2 separate regions of the Mus musculus genome follow, and region 1 is linked to region 2. The links are chromatin contacts, called in public HiChIP or PLAC-seq maps. All regions are on one chromosome and are shown on one strand. The core of a region is the stretch at or near the end of the contact, and the rest is flanking DNA. Distances in the headings are between cores, read along the strand shown.

The links. HiChIP or PLAC-seq counts read pairs in DNA pulled down with a chosen protein or histone mark.
Region 1: a contact with region 2 is called in a FOXA1 HiChIP or PLAC-seq map of pancreatic cancer cells. The contact joins the promoter of Shank3 here to the enhancer-like site in region 2. A contact is called at or near these places in 2 of 39 promoter capture datasets (embryonic stem cells and pre-B cells), 1 of 484 Hi-C or Micro-C datasets (muscle stem cells) and 3 of 115 datasets of contacts at active chromatin or transcription factors (cardiomyocytes, embryonic hindbrain and pancreatic cancer cells).

The regions. Positions count from the first base shown.
Region 1 is chr15:89,497,629-89,501,270 of GRCm38.p6, reverse strand. Shank3 (SH3 and multiple ankyrin repeat domains 3) reads right to left here and starts at 1,663. Exons shown (of 22, transcript NM_021423.4): 1 at 1,352-1,663; 2 at 853-1,056. The coding sequence starts at 1,639.
Region 2 is chr15:88,842,499-88,845,825 of GRCm38.p6, reverse strand. No RefSeq gene overlaps it. Among named protein-coding and RNA genes, the nearest start is that of Gm23144, 8.9 kb to the right of the region's middle. Within about 2 kb of position 1,920, at least 78 of the 459 cell types and tissues checked have an H3K27ac peak or open chromatin away from gene starts, as enhancers often do. A contact at or near this core is called in muscle stem cells and pancreatic cancer cells, where this site is marked.

The sequences.
Region 1 (3,642 bases), core at 414-2,913, 660 kb before region 2:
CACACACGTACAGAGTGGACAGAAATGAAGTGACAGCTACTGACCACCTACTACCCAGAAACGATGGGCAGTCCAGAGAAGTACTTGGCCAACTAATGGCCTGGTGGGCCCACAGCTCAAGTCAGCTTCATTTCCACCACTGGGACCTGGAAAACTCTACTGCTCTCCCAAGATCTGAAACTAAGCTTCTCCTAGACACTTCCACTCCAAGTAGAAATAACCCAATTCCTGGTGGAAATTCCATGAGGGTCAGACCAACTTTGACCTTGGTGTATACACACACACACACACACACACACACACAGGACGAGCCCTTCCTATTGAGACTAGGTCTCCGTCCCTATGGAATGGCACTCAAATCACCTTTATATGTCACAAATGGTGTTAATATTATTTTGGGCTAACCTCAGAAGACATGGGAGTGAGTGGCAAGAGGAGGCAAATGTGCACACAAGTGACACTGTTCGCACCACATGACCCCTAACGCACTCACTCTTAAACCGCTCGCACCACACACACGCCCCGAGTGCAGTGCATGTGTGGCATGCATGTGCTCATTGTGTGCTGTCCAGATTGCTCGCTGCAAGCGCTCTACACACGGCGCTCACACTGTTTCTCCATGCTTAAGCTGCAACACACCACTTACCACACAGGCAGCTTGCACTTCACCCTGCCCACTGCACTCGAGGTGTACCCACCTCGGTCTCTCAGCACACTGCTCAGGCTGCACACAGCCCCCCACCGCGCCTGTCGCCAACTCCTCCCGGCCTGCCCTTCTACTGCTCCAGCCACGGAGCTCAAAGATCACACCCTGAGCGCTCCATTCCACCCCCACCCCAGTCGGCCCAGCACCTCCAGATAGGGCAGGGGCGTGTCCAGGTTAGGCGGGTAGTCCTGTAAGAGCCGCTCTTCATCCAGGAACTTGCCGGCGCGACCCCGGGAGGGAGGCTGGAATAGCCCGTAGTTGAGCGCGTCTTGAAGGCTATGATTGAGGGCGCAGAGCACACGCTGCTTGGCGGCCCACACGGGCGCGGTTGGGTCCAGACGCAGGCACTTCTGCAGCGGAGCGAGTCGTGAGCCCGGACCTGCGGGCGCAGGGCCCCGCGCCCCGGGCCCCGCTTTGGAGGGCTAGTTGGGGAGCGAGAGCAGGGACCCCGCGCCACCGCGCAGAGGCCGAGGCCCCGCCCCGGGGCTGGGCTTCCAGGGCCCCGCCCCGGCGATGGGGAGGGTCCCGCGGAGGCGGCGGGGGAGGGGCGAGTGGCCACGGCCGGGGGTCCTGGCGCAGGGCGCGCCCGGCGGGGGTCACCGCTAGCGGGCCACACAGGGGTACGGCGAGATCGCAAAGGCTCACCGTTTGTTGCAGGTCCGGGATGCCGACGCGCACGACCACGGCGCTGGCCCCGGGGCCGTCCATCCCGGTGCTAGCGCCCGGGCCCGGACTGTTCCCGGCGGAGAGAGGAGCGCACGGGGACTCCGCGCGGCGCCCTGGCCCCCCCTGACCCCCCGCAAGAGCCCCGCCGACCGCGCTACGCGGGAGGGGGCCGGGGGGGGCCGGGGCCGGGGCCAGCGCGGGGGACAGCGGCTCCGGGGGCTCCGCAGGCGCAGCGGCGGCGGCGACGGCGGCACGGTTTAGCTGCATCGGCCCCGGCTTCGAGCGGCGCCTGCCTTCCCCGGGGGCGGGGGCGGCGGGGGGAGGGGGCCCGAGCCCGGAGCGGAGCGGAGGCGGGGAGGGGGCCGCGCCGGAGGCGGGGATGGGAAGCCCGGGGCCGGGAAACTGGGGTCCCCCGCGGGGTCGGGGCGGCGTGGGCGTGTGGTGCAGAGGGCGGGGGCCGGGGGCCCGCGCCGAAGAGGGGGGGGGTTGGCTGTCGAGGGGGAGTGGCTGACACAGCGGGGGGATGGCACGCCGCGCTTCCGCTGCAGGCGAGCGTCGCAGACCACCGTACTGGGGTGACGGAGGGTTCTAGAGCTGGGTGGGGAACGCGTCGGGGCAAGAGGACCCACAGGCCGACTGAGAGGGAGAGACAAGCAGGAAAATTGGTGACCCGGGGTGGAAATCTCCCCAGTCTGCCGACCCCACTCCAGACCCCAAGGAGGTGGTGGGGTCACCCGAGCACGGTGCTGGGTGGGAGTCGGAGGGCTGCAAACCCCAGGCGCGAGCAGGGCGGAGCTGCAGTCCACGGGAGCTCCCCCCAGACCAACCCTTCTAACCGCGCCCAGGGTGTTCCTCTCGGCCCCCACCACAACCGAGTTTGGGGAGTCTGTCCGGACTCTGCGGGCCTCCCGCACCTTGGGTAGCCCAACCTTGCAGCTGGTCGCCCCCTCCCCGTCACCTTAGCGACAGCAGGCTGGGGGCGCGACCTACGAGGAAAGGCTTAGGGGAGGGGGCGCCACTAGTCTCCACCTGCGGCGGGGAACTGAATTTTAGTTTCACACGTTGTCGTGGCAACGCGGGAGGGGGTGACGAGTGGGCGGGGAGGGGAGCGCTGCGAGTGAACCAACTCAGGCGCCGCCCGCGTGGCGTGCCAGCCTTAGCCCGGCGCTGCCTCGGAAGTGCCCAACGCACGGGGGCCTAGCTCCCAAGGCCCAGAAAGGTGTAGCCCCTGAATGGATGAATTGCCCTACTCGGTAGTGTCTACTGCCTTCCACTGCACTCTCCCGCATACCTAGACTTACACCTCACCCCCTAAAGGCCCCAGAGAGCCACTCATCGGTGGCGGCACAAACTGGACAGCTTTTGTGGAGCAGCCTGGCCGGGAACTCTGCCAGTGGCAGAAAGCATCCCCTTAGCCACAGCCTCTCCTACCTTCTCCGTGAGCAACCCTGGATCGCCCACAAAACTGGCTATTCCTGCGCATCCCAGGAATAACCCTGGACTACCCTGGTCCTATACACGATAGAGCCTCCCCAGATCCCACCCCCTGACCACCTGGGTCACCTCAGAAATGCCCTCACCCCACACAGAACAGTGATTGGCTTAGACTGCCCCCCCCCAGAACAGCCTGCACTCCCCCACGGATCCTCCACTTTCCCAAAATGTTTCATGACTCCATATAGGGCTCTCTGACCAATCGCAACCACACAGCATTGTCCTCCATGGACCACCTGGCTCACTCCCACATCCCTACCCCTTGAGGGAGAGCCTTCTCCCTAAAGAACCTCCCTTAAAAAACCCGCTTACCCGGCAGAGCTGAGTCTCCAGTGCCTCTGTACGTCTGTTCCCTGCTACCCTCAAGCCTGGGTGGACCCCTCCGTGCTTGGGGAAGTGAAGCCCCAGTAGGCTCTGACCTCCAAGCCCCTCCCAAGGTGTGCCTGAGTGGTGCAACTTAGGGTACCCTAGGGCTTAGGGCAGGATGTCAGAGGAGCAGGAGAGGAAAGAGTCTCCCTTATCTCCAGGAAGCACCTTGGGAAGCTCGGGGCTGGGTTTCCTGTGTTCCAACCCAGAGAGGAAACTCTGCTTCCTGACCCTGGAGTCTCTAACATCTTCCTCCCTTGCCTCTTTCCTCTCCGCCTTGACCCCTGCCCCAACTCCCTCTGGCTAAACCCAGTCCCTCCCATCAAAATCTCCACCCATCTTTTATTTCCAGCTCCCCTTTCCCCTAAACTAGCTGCCTGCTGGTGGAAAATGATGGCTAGAGATCACCA
Region 2 (3,327 bases), core at 671-3,170:
GGGATGGCTGGACCACACCATTCTGTGACCTGAATTTGTCCCTACAACTGGAATGTGGGAAGCTTGGTTCCCAATTGGGTGATGCTGAGAGATGAGGCCCAAGGCATGGACCTCAAGGATGGATTGATGCCATTAGCATGGGGTTGGTTTCCTGGCAACGGGACTAATTTGGATCCTTTTCCTGCTCATTGACTTCTACCCCTTTCCTGTCCTTCTCTACCCACTTCCTCCTCTCCCTTGTCTCTCCTCCTTTGTCTCTTGCCTTCTGCTTTCTACCCTGGGCTAACAGAAAGCCCTGACCAGATTCCTGCACCCCCAAATTAGACTCTCCCTGGCTTTTAGAGCTATGAGCCATTGCAGTTCTGCTTGTGAATGACCAGATCTCGGGATCCATGCTGGAAATGCCCACCACAGAGGGGCCCATAGGAGCTTGTGATTAGCCATGCAAATCATGGCAACCACCCTGTGGTTGGTTCATGTTCACCGTCACTTGCCATTTCCATTTTCTCACAGCCATCATCTCTGTGGATATGAAGTGGCATCTGACTGTAGATTTAGACCGCAGTCCCCCAAATCTCTCTTGACTGATACCCCTTCCTGACCCCAGCCCAGCTCATGTCTTGCTGAGTTGACTCTCATCACCCCACCCCCACACGCAGTTGGACTTGGCTGGAGAAACCTGCACCTTCTGTTCTAATCTCCCCTGGCCAAACTCTAGCATCCCGCCCTGCCTGTCCTCTCCCGCTTAACTTTCTCCTAGCAGGATCCCTCTCCAGTCACCGTTTCCCCACCAGTATTACAAACCCACTCTCCTGTTAACAGGTCTCCGTTGACCACCAGCTGCAGGACTCCAGACAGAGCAAGCTCCGTACGGTGTGTCAGGCTAGCTTTCACACTGCCTCTGTGGCCAGTACACAGTTCCTGGACCCACCCTCTTGGCCCACCTCCCTTGGTAGACCTAGGACTCCAGTCAGGGTCTCTATCCCATAACAACCATCCACCTTAATTAAGACAGGCTCTCTCACCAGGACTTATTTAAGCTAGGCTGAGTGGCCATTGAGCCCTAAGGAGCTAAGGAGCTTCCTCCTGTCTCTGCACCACCACACTGTTTTTGTTGTTGTTGTTTGGTTGTTTGGTTGTTTTTCTTCACATGGATGCTGGAAGGTTTAATTCGGAGGCTTGTGCTTGCTCACCAAAAGCTGTATTAAGTGAGCCACGTCCCAAGCCCCTCCTTCTCACAGTGGTGTCTTTGATGTGGCCCACTGAGGACACATCCTATGTTTGCCCTTATGCTCCAGTGTTTCCCACAGCATCCCCTTTTGCTCCAGTGATAGGTCCAGCTCTGCTCAGGAGCTGTCACCAAGTTCTGGGCTTATCATCCCCTATTTTTTACCTTACCTATCAGGCTAAGGTCAGTGTCCAGCTCTACCTCAGTGCTATATGAGTGACTTGGTTGACTCAACATCCATTTATTATCGTGCAGTTTGAGTGGGTCTGAACCTCAGCTGTGGTTTAGCTGCCTCCCTTCATCTTGAGGTGCCCACAACCAGGTGTCTGTTGGGCTGCGGTGGTCTCAAGGGCTATAGGACCTAGTATGGAATGGAAGGCAAACTCTCATACAAGTTTTTGCCTTCAGGGTCCTGGGAGCAGTGAACTTTTTGGGTGAGTCATTAGTCCATTTCCCAGAACAGCTCTAAGGACCAGACACTCCGGTGTCTGCATGCATACACACCTTCTGATCCTGTCCCTGTGGGTCACTGCTGGCTGCTGGCGTGAGGGCTGTATGTTCTGGGGTTCTAGATGCTCACACTACAGAGGTTCCTGGGGGCATTGTGCTGACAAGCCAGGACTCGGTTCTCTGAGGGGACTATGGAGACTCAGAGCCCTAGTGGAGAGAGTGGTGGTGAAGCTGAGTGTAGTGGTGTAGGACCAGAAAAAAGTGTGGGGGAGGAGGCTGAGGGCAAAGTGACTCATTCTCTCTCTCTCTCTCTCTCTCTCTCTCCCTCTCCCTCTCCCTCTCCCTCTCTCTCTCCTCCTCCCTCTTCCCCTCCCTCCTTGTTCCTCTCCCCCTCTCCCCCCTCTCTCTCTCACACACACATACACACGCACACACACAGACTGCTACCCTGCATGGGGCTCACTGTGGCCCATGAACAGCTGCAGCTTTGTGTCTTCAGAAACAGGAGGCGGCAGCGGCCTCAGCCACTCCAGACACCCAGGCGCTGCTTGCAACCCCAGAGTTAATGTGCTAAGCATCCTGGGCTGGTTCTTGTTTCCCCCACACATGGCCTCTGCTGTACAGGGCCACCGTGCAAGGGACCTGGGGTTTTCGATGAGGACCCTGGGGTGGGGCAGGGTACCTTCATGTACACAATGTCATTCATTCACTCTCTCAGTCTGTCATTCACACTCATTCATTCACTCTCTCTCATTCTCTCACACTCATTCATCATTTGTTCACTCACTCATTTATTCACTTACCCTCATTCATTCACTCATTACTCATTCATTCACTCATTACTCATTCATTCATTCATTCATTCACTCATTACTCCATTCATTCATTCACTTGTTACTCCTTCATTCATTCACTCCTTCATCTTTCACTTATTATTTACTAATCCTTTGCTATTCGTTCATTCATTTATTCATCATTCCTCACTCTCTTGCCCTGCTCATGATCATGAGTAGTAGTTCCCTTTCCTGCTGTTGTGTGGCCCAACTGACACTTCCACAGGGGACTACAGGGTTCCCCCTTGACAAGTAGATTCCACAGAGAATGGCCCTCACTTCCCTTCCTTTTCTCAATACTGTAGGTTTCTGGCTTTTGTGCTCATTTCTGCAGACAGATCCTTGGACTTGGGAAAGCTCGGGAGGGCTGGGCCCATAACGTCATAGCACACACCACTGAGCTCCACTGTATGTCTGGCCTAGTGTGGCTAATAAATCCCCTTTACAACAGGGGACATTGCCATGAAGGTGGTCTTGGATGGTGGGGAGAAGACTGTAGAACATTCAAAAACCACAGGGGACTAGGCACAGGACCATAGCATGCAGCTGGGACCACGGATGTTGCATCTGGACTATGAGTACTAGGGTTGGACCAGGAACCTTGACCTAGGCAGTAACGGTTTTCCTGCAGCCCCCAGCTCTCCCAGTCCTTCAGGTGGCATCAAGGTCGATTTGTCCAAACCACCCACCTTCCTGCCTGCCTGGCCTTCTGCCTTCACTGTCGACTCCTGCTTCTCTCATAGCAAACCCTACCAGCCCCACCACTCTCATCCTTCTCAGTAGCTGCCTGAAGTGGCCAGTGGCTTCAGCCACCAG